2 separate regions of the Hordeum vulgare genome follow, and region 1 is linked to region 2. A link is a contact called in public Hi-C data. All regions are on one chromosome and are shown on one strand. The core of a region is the stretch at or near the end of the contact, and the rest is flanking DNA. Distances in the headings are between cores, read along the strand shown. Region 1 holds the start of LOC123407604 (putative methylesterase 14, chloroplastic). Region 2 holds the start of LOC123412579.

What was found. A called contact is a pair of places that touch in the nucleus more often than the background predicts.
Region 1: a Hi-C map of seedling shows a contact between it and region 2, with 4 times the contacts expected there. The contact joins the promoter of LOC123407604 here to the promoter of LOC123412579 in region 2. A contact is called at or near these places in 2 of 6 Hi-C or Micro-C datasets (leaf and seedling) and 1 of 1 datasets of contacts at active chromatin or transcription factors (embryo).

The regions. Positions count from the first base shown.
Region 1 is chr7H:435,060,916-435,065,027 of MorexV3_pseudomolecules_assembly, reverse strand. It overlaps LOC123407604 (putative methylesterase 14, chloroplastic), which reads right to left and starts at 2,387. Exons shown (of 5, transcript XM_045100767.1): 1 at 1,314-2,387. The coding sequence starts at 1,622.
Region 2 is chr7H:434,577,555-434,581,237 of MorexV3_pseudomolecules_assembly, reverse strand. LOC123412579 reads left to right here and starts at 1,582. Exons shown (of 12, transcript XR_006613537.1): 1 at 1,582-1,711.

The DNA of each region.
Region 1 (4,112 bases), core at 1,138-3,637, 480 kb before region 2:
CTGAAAATATGCCAGAACAAGAAGCATGAAAGACTGAAATCAGTTCAAAAGAACAGATAGAAAATAGACTACAGCCACCGCAAACCAGTCCAAAGTTGCTAGAGCAAAGTGTTAAACTACAAAGAATAAATAGTGTAAGCGCAAACGAGGAACACTTCTACTGTATTGTCAGGTCCTAACTCCTAAGATAAAGCACCACCAGATGCCCATGTGCATGTAGAAGCATATCAGAGTGTGAAATGCACGAAAACTGCAAACAGAATGATCATCTGAGAGAGACCACTGTAAGAAATGGGAACATGCTATCAAATAGTGAGGCAGCTGTTGAGTTCATAGACTTGGTGTTGTCTTGTAGTCCAACTCATAACATAAGGTAACTTGTAGGGTTTCACCTATCTTATGTATGAATCAACAACAGTTGTGCTAAAGATGCATTTTCAACATATAGTAATATGAATAATAATCTATATAATTCAAATTTCCAAAATATGGGTTCGAGATTCTAGAAGCTTAGAGTAAGCTCAAACTATTAACAGGTCATAAAATTAATCATTAAGAAAAAAAAACGATGTGAACAGCAAAGCATGTCGCCATTGGTAGATTTACATCAACAAATCTTAGTACTAACAAGATGAGCAGGACCAAGGAAGTGTAGAAACCCATCATCCTATCCCAGTGACACTTCAGAACCTCCGATATTCAACTACAGGTTAATATGAACTTACTGCTGATTGCAATTCAAAATCAACCCCAACAAGGAAGCCATGAAGAAACTGACTAGAAACATGCAGGTGCTTCCTTACAGAAAAAGAATGTGTCCTTCAACAAACATACAAGTACATCCATATCACTGAATTATCTCCCATATACAAGCAATCCAAAAAGAACCAATTTACTAGTGAAACCTAGAGCAACCAGACATTTAGCTATGTAGCAAACCAGGCAACTGACAATGCTGTGGTACCACTCTGATAATGACAGAATTTTGCCGACCAAACAACTTAAACAACAAAGCATACAACAACAGTATGATAAGGCCAAATCATTTAGGGCCAGATGGCCAACTGGTCCCGCAAGGACTCTTGCAGTTGAAAAGTTTGGCACTAGACATTACCAAGTACAGTTTGCAACTGGACCAACCTCTGTACAAAGAAATTCAGAACTTTCTTTGACAATGAACTTGTTAATTACTACTGTAAAGTATAACATTGTAGACAGTATATTTTTCTAGGCAAGAACAAGACGCAAGGATGCTACAACCTACAAGGGAGGGAGCATGAAGCAGAAAGAGAGAAAGGCGGGGGAGGGCTTACAGCCTTGGTGGCATTGGTGACGGAGTCCGGGAGGTTGCCGTGGCGTCGGGAGCTGGTGGAGCCGGGGCCGATTCGTCGGGACATGGAGCCGGCGCCGGCGTCGATGCGGCGCGACATGGAGCCGCCGGCGTCGAGGTGCTGGTGGATGGCCATGGCGAGCGCCTGGCGGTGCAGGAGCTCCTCCTCAGCCGGCGTGAGCTTGGCCGCGCCGCCGCGCGGCGGGCGGGCGCTCCCCATCCGCTTGCTGCGCGACACCGCGGCCGCGCCCCGGTGCTCCTTGCGCGGCATGCACGCGAACGCGTTGCCCATCGGAGAGGATAGCTTGTGGCGGAAAAAGGAGGGCGTCTATGTCTCAAGAAGAAATCGGCAGAGACGAGCAAGAAAACAAAAGGCCGATTTCTGCTCCAAGAAGGGTGGGAGTTTGGCTCGCACGGGAAGAGGAAGAACTCAACAGGAACAAGAAAACTCGTACTGGAAGAAACTAAGCTTAAAAAAGAATGGCGGACGAGAAGAAAGATTTTTCTCCAAGCGGGAGGAAGAACGGCGCCCTGCCCTGCTCTCTCCGGCGAGAAGCACGGCTGGTTGGTTGGTTGGGTTGGCAAAAGCGATGCGAGGAGGAAGAGGAAGCACGGAGCAGATCTGAAAGAAGAAGAAGAAGGGAAGAGGCGGAATTTATGAGTGGTCCTGACACCTAACTCGTCTCTCCCCCACACGAATCTCGCCAAAAAGGATTTATTCCCCCCCTCTCTCTCTCCTCTCCTGTATCTTTTGGATCTTCTCCCGCACAGATAATTTGGAATGGAACAAACGAAAGAAAGAGAGAAAGATTAGAGATTTGGAAGCAACAGCGAAGAGAGACAAAGGGAGGAGAAGCTTTAGGCGGCGGTTTCCTGGGAATTGTGTCTCTTGTTGTGCTCCCTCTCCCTTTGCCTTTGCTGGTGTGGTGGAGTCTCCTCCCACTCCCTCTCCCCCTCTCTTGCAGAGAGAGAGAGAGAGAAGAGAGGAAAAAGAAGTCGAGGAAGGAGACCTCTTTTTTGTTATTTTCTTCACTGCTAATCCACTGGGTGTCTTAATTGTCTGGCTTTTGACCCACCACCCTGTCCTTCTCCTATTATTCTTCTTCATTCATAATCAAACCATACATATAAAGATAAAATTTCAGCCAGCTTCTTTCCCTTAATTATCAATGTTACTATGGTTTTTGTTCCATTTCTGGGGATATCCTGGTCTGCCTTTCTCGGATCCAAAGCGAGGCCCTGCCTCACGCTTTCAGGAAATAGGTTCATGCCTGACTTTTGAGTCCCTTTTTTGACCCTCATGATCCACTGTGCTTTTGAGCTACCACAGTAAGCATTACTTTGTGTGGATTGCGAAAAATGGTGGGCGCCTGATGAACGGATGCGGAAGCACTGTTGGAGTAAATCCGTCGGCTCATGTCCTTTGCGTCGCCAGTGCAACGGTCGTACTGTTTCACTGTGAGAGACACTGTGGAGTACGGTAGGGCGGGACATGCGAGCGAGCGAGCGAGCGTGTGGTTTTTGATGAGCGGAAGGCGTTTTCCCTGCTGGAGGCCGGTGTGATTTTTGATGTGGATGCATTGGGGTCGGCTTGTTATGTTATTAGTATTTCATTTGCTTCCGTCAGCGGTACGTACTGTGCGTGCTTATACATAACTAATGAGAAAGCAACACGAGTGTACTACTCACCGTCGCTGCTGACGGCGATACCTTAGCTTAAACAGGCCGGCGCATTAACACCACACTTGAATTACGGGACAAGGGCATGCCGCTTGGTTGCAACGGCACGTCATCTCACTCGCTCTCCTTGTAGTATCCGCTCCATGGATCCCTGGGTACAACGTGTGGGACATTTTTTTTTTATCTTTTGTCTTAACAAATTGCAGAATTGATCTTACTTTAAAAAAAAGTTTTAATATAACCTCTTTTGATGACCCCAACATCCCTGACGCATGGTTTACATGGAAGACGTCAAGGTCCCTTACGTCTGATACGGACTCGCATGACCGATTGACCCGTTAAGTTTGTGCGTGGCTTGGTATCAGACGCGAGGGATCCCGGCGTCTGGTCCGACGCCAAGGACCCTGACGTCTGGATGACGTGGCACATATTACCAAAAGTATATTTGTGTGATCTGCTGAAACCAAACGCCAAAGTCTCTGACGTTTGGTATTAGATGTGAGGGTCCTTAGCATCTCGTTCACGACCAGACGCCAGGGTTCCGTACCAAAAGGATTGATTTCTCTTCTCAATGGGTTAGCCGGTCATGCAGGTCCGTACCAGACGTCACGGAACTTGGCGTCTCTCATACAAACGAGACGTCACAGATGTTGGCGTCACCAAAGGAGGTCAGATTTTTTTTAAAGTAAGGTCAATTTCAGAATTTGTTAGGACAAAAGGTCAAAACAAAAAAATTTATCCCAACACGTGACAAAAGAAACCTCAACTCAGCTATTAGGGCATGTACAAAGGTAAAGACACCTGTCTATCTATAGTCATTGTTCACGTCCCATACACCGCATACAACAAGTTGTCTGTTTTGGTGTATGTAAAAAGTTAGAAACCAATGTCCGCCTGAAAAATCTCAACGAGCATCGTGCGATCACTACAGTCTTCCACACGACATTCGATACAACGATAAAATAAGCGTCGTTAGCCACTGATTTTCACGGGATTCGACGGTCTATAGAATTATAGACGACCTCTTCCTCTCTCTTCTTTATCTTTCATTCAACTCATTATAAATCCTAGGTGGCATGTTTTACAGACACCTGAGTCAACA
Region 2 (3,683 bases), core at 333-2,832:
GACCGTTAGCCTCGCTGGAGTGGCTTTTGGCCTTCTAAGTCGACTGGTTTCTGGTCTTCACCGAGTGGAATCCAGTCGTCGAGTATAAGATGATCTCCGAGTGCTTTTCTACCGGTCCAGTCGGTAGGTATCTTGTGACCTTTAAGCTAATAATGAGGTGCCCTTGGGTAGAACTTATAGGTCAGTTATATGATCCTACCCTGGGGCTATAACCCCATCACCACGAACGCGAGAAGTTTAAACCATACCAAATGGAGAGCAAGCATTGATGGGTCTCTCTCGTCAAGCGTTGGAGGGTGATACAATAAGAATGCAACAAGTTTTGTTCCACGCTTGAGAGCATCGAGGCCCGTCCCGTGAGCGGCATCATCATGAAAGACATGGTATGCCGACATGCTTGCTTATATTGATTGTCCCATATCTTGCCTACTTTGATATGTTGACATGGTTGCTCATTTGTAGGTCTTTCAAGCTTTGAAAGCATTAAAGGTCCATTATGAGGGCAAGACTTTCAACCTCATTCATTGTTGAATGATCATCAATGAAGAAGAAAAGTTAAAAGCACAATACGCCACCATCAAGGCGCGTGGAGGGAAGGAAGCCGCTGGAGAGCATGGTGAGGCGGAGAAACCACGACAACGTGGGAAGACCAACTCAAAAAAAAGGGACAATCGCGAGGCGGCATCCCTTGCCTTGCAAGCTACTTTGCAAGGCATGATCGCCAACAAAGACTAAGTAAGAAGAAGCGCCGACAAGACAAGGAGGAGCAAATTAGGGTATTCATGAAGATACAAAACAAGAAGCTCGCGTTATAGGCGGAGAAGCAAGCCAAGATGCGAGACCGAGGCCACCAAAGCAACCACCAAAGCAAGAAATTCCGGCTAGCTTGCATGATGAAGGGGGTCGAGATCATGAAGATGGACTTGAGCACGGTCTCTCGAAGGAAGCGGTCTTGGTTCGAGAAGATGCAGGCCGACATATTCAGCCTCGAAGACGACTGATCCATGCCGCGGTGTGCGGGCATGACCACGCCCGAGATGACACGGCTGAGCTATATTCTCATTTTGTGTGCTGGCATGTGTGCGGCCCGCCGACAAAGTACGTCCAGCTTAAGAACTGCGTATTTTTTTGTAGACTCGCATATGTATGTTGATCGCTGACATATAACCGACGCGAGCTTTTGACACTAGCATGCTAACTGACATGTCCTGTGACGACGTGCCGTTTTAGTGTTAGAAACTGTTTATACAGACGAAAATTCGTTGACGCACGATCAACCTATTCGTAAAGAAGGACGGGCGAGTCATTCAAACGGATAAAATACGGACGAACCCCGCGTCCGTTTGGTTCAGGGGGTTGGAGTTGCTGCGTAGAGCCAGAAGCGACGCTAGGGTAGCAGGAAGCCTCACGCTAGGAAGCTGATGAAATCTGTGGAGTTTGGAGAGGTTCATAACACGCCATGCCACCCTGCTCCGACCTGCCGCCCCTCCCCGCGGGCCGCCGCCGCCGCCGCCACCGCCACCGCCTCCCCATCAGCGCCCGCGCTCCCGCTCCCCTCCCTCCCCGCCTCCTCCCCGCTCCACCGATGGTTCTCCCTCCCCGCCTCCTCCCCGCTCCACCGATGGTTCTCCCTCCCCGCCTCCTCCCCACTCCACCGATGGTTGCCTCCCTGCGACCGGCTGCTCCGTTCGCTCGTTCCCAGCCCGATCCTGTAAGTTTCCTTGCAAGTTGCAACGCGTGCTTGTGGAATGGTGTTGTACACTCCGACTGGGCTCTGGATCTGCTCGTTGCCGCTCGATCTTGCCGACCTCCCTAGAATTTGCTGTGTTCGCAGCTTCCCTCGTAGCTGCTGTGACCGTCTTGGGCTGTTCCCCACTTTAGATGTAACTTCAGCTGGTGCTCGTGGTGGTTTAGACCTACGGCCCTTTAGGGGAAGGGTTCCTGGCATCCTGCGGCTCGCCGATCTGCTGTGTGTAACTGTGTATGTATGTGTGTCTTGCTGGGTTTAATTCCTGTCTCTAATGCAAGGCGATCCAGCCGTTTGTCCTATGATCTTCAGTGGGTTCATTTGCACTAGATTCTGGAGTGATTCAGTCCATTTGCTTGTGTGAAATGCTGCCTGTAAGGGATTGCATGTCGGCTTTTGCCATGGGGAGTTAATCTTATTGTTTTTTCGTTTTCTGAGTGGTGAGGAATAGGGGGGGAGGTCTAGGGATGGAAGAGGTAAGAGGAAGCAGTGAAAGAGAGGGAAGTCAGATGGAGAAGGCAACCCAGGGAAGGGAGGAGGGGAGAGTTAGTGGCTTTGGAGGAGGCGAGAGCTATAGGGTTGTGGTCTAGGCTGAGGAGGGGAAAGTTCAGGATGAAGGTGGCGGGGCGGGAAGCTGTTGGTTTGTACGTGAAACCCTGTCATGACCGTTATTTGCCTATCGACACGCGGGGAGAGTTAGGTGTTCCATCAAGAGCAGGTTGCAGTTTGTTTGTGCGTGACACGCGGGCCATGTTTGTTTGTCCGTCTATCTGGCGGCAGGAAAGGATTGTTGAAACTGTTCATTGATTATGGCACTTTTGTTTGTTGTACTCAAAAGATTTGGCGCGAAAAGGATAATATGGTACACGCGTCAAAAACACAATTATGGCATTTTTTTTAGCATAAATGAAACTAAATTACTATTTCTGGCAGTTTGGCATACTAACCTCACCCACCCTCATAAATGCTTGAGTAGGCTAGAGCTTTACATATTACCACCCCAAACATCATTTTTGTGTGTGCACAGTGAAGTTTTTTTGCCAATTAGGGGAAGGAATTATGGCGTGTGCAACATATAAAAGAAACCCAGAACTTTTTGTTTGTTTGTAGTTTTCCAGATTTTTTTCTTTTTTAGAAGGTGTGGGAGCTAGAGTGATACAACAGCATGTCTAAGGATAGAAGTGGCAAGAGAGAAGGGAAGGAGTCATGGGGAGGGGATCAGGGGAACAAGATGAAGAAGGTGTTGTTGGAAACAGAGGAGGACGGGAAGGTTGGTGCATTTGGAGAAGGCAAGGATAAGTTGGTCAGGTCCAGGGTGGGGATGGCAGGGGTTAAGCGGTTGGTTTGTACTCCCTCCGTCCTAAAATAAGTGTCTCAAGCTTAGTACAACTTTATACTAGAGTTAATACAAAGTTGACACTTATTTTGGGACGGAGGGAGTATCTAATAAGCCACCATAAACGTTATGTGCGGACCCGACAGGCGGACAGATGCGATGGCCTATGAAAGCAGAAAGTTGTTTATTTGTTCTCGACATGAGGTCATATTCATTTATTCGTTTACCAGACGACATGAAAAGATTCTAGGGACCATTTATCAATTAATGGTTACATTTGTTTATTCTGTTCATAAGATTTGGCGTGAAAGTGGGACCATGTCTGGCACATGGTGTGAAAAGCATGATTGAGCCATTTTTCATAAAATGAATTTATTTACTATATATATTTGAAAATGGCGAAACAAAATAGGAAATCACTGATACTTCAGCATGGAAACCCTCACTGTCGCAGTCACACAGGTATGCTTGGGTAGGTGACTCGCAGTCACAGGTATGCTTGAGCAGATGGCTCGCAGTCATAGTACCCCTATGACAAATTTTCTACAAACAGTGAAGTCTGCGGAGGCAATGAGGGATTGAGGGCAAGGGTTTTGTGGG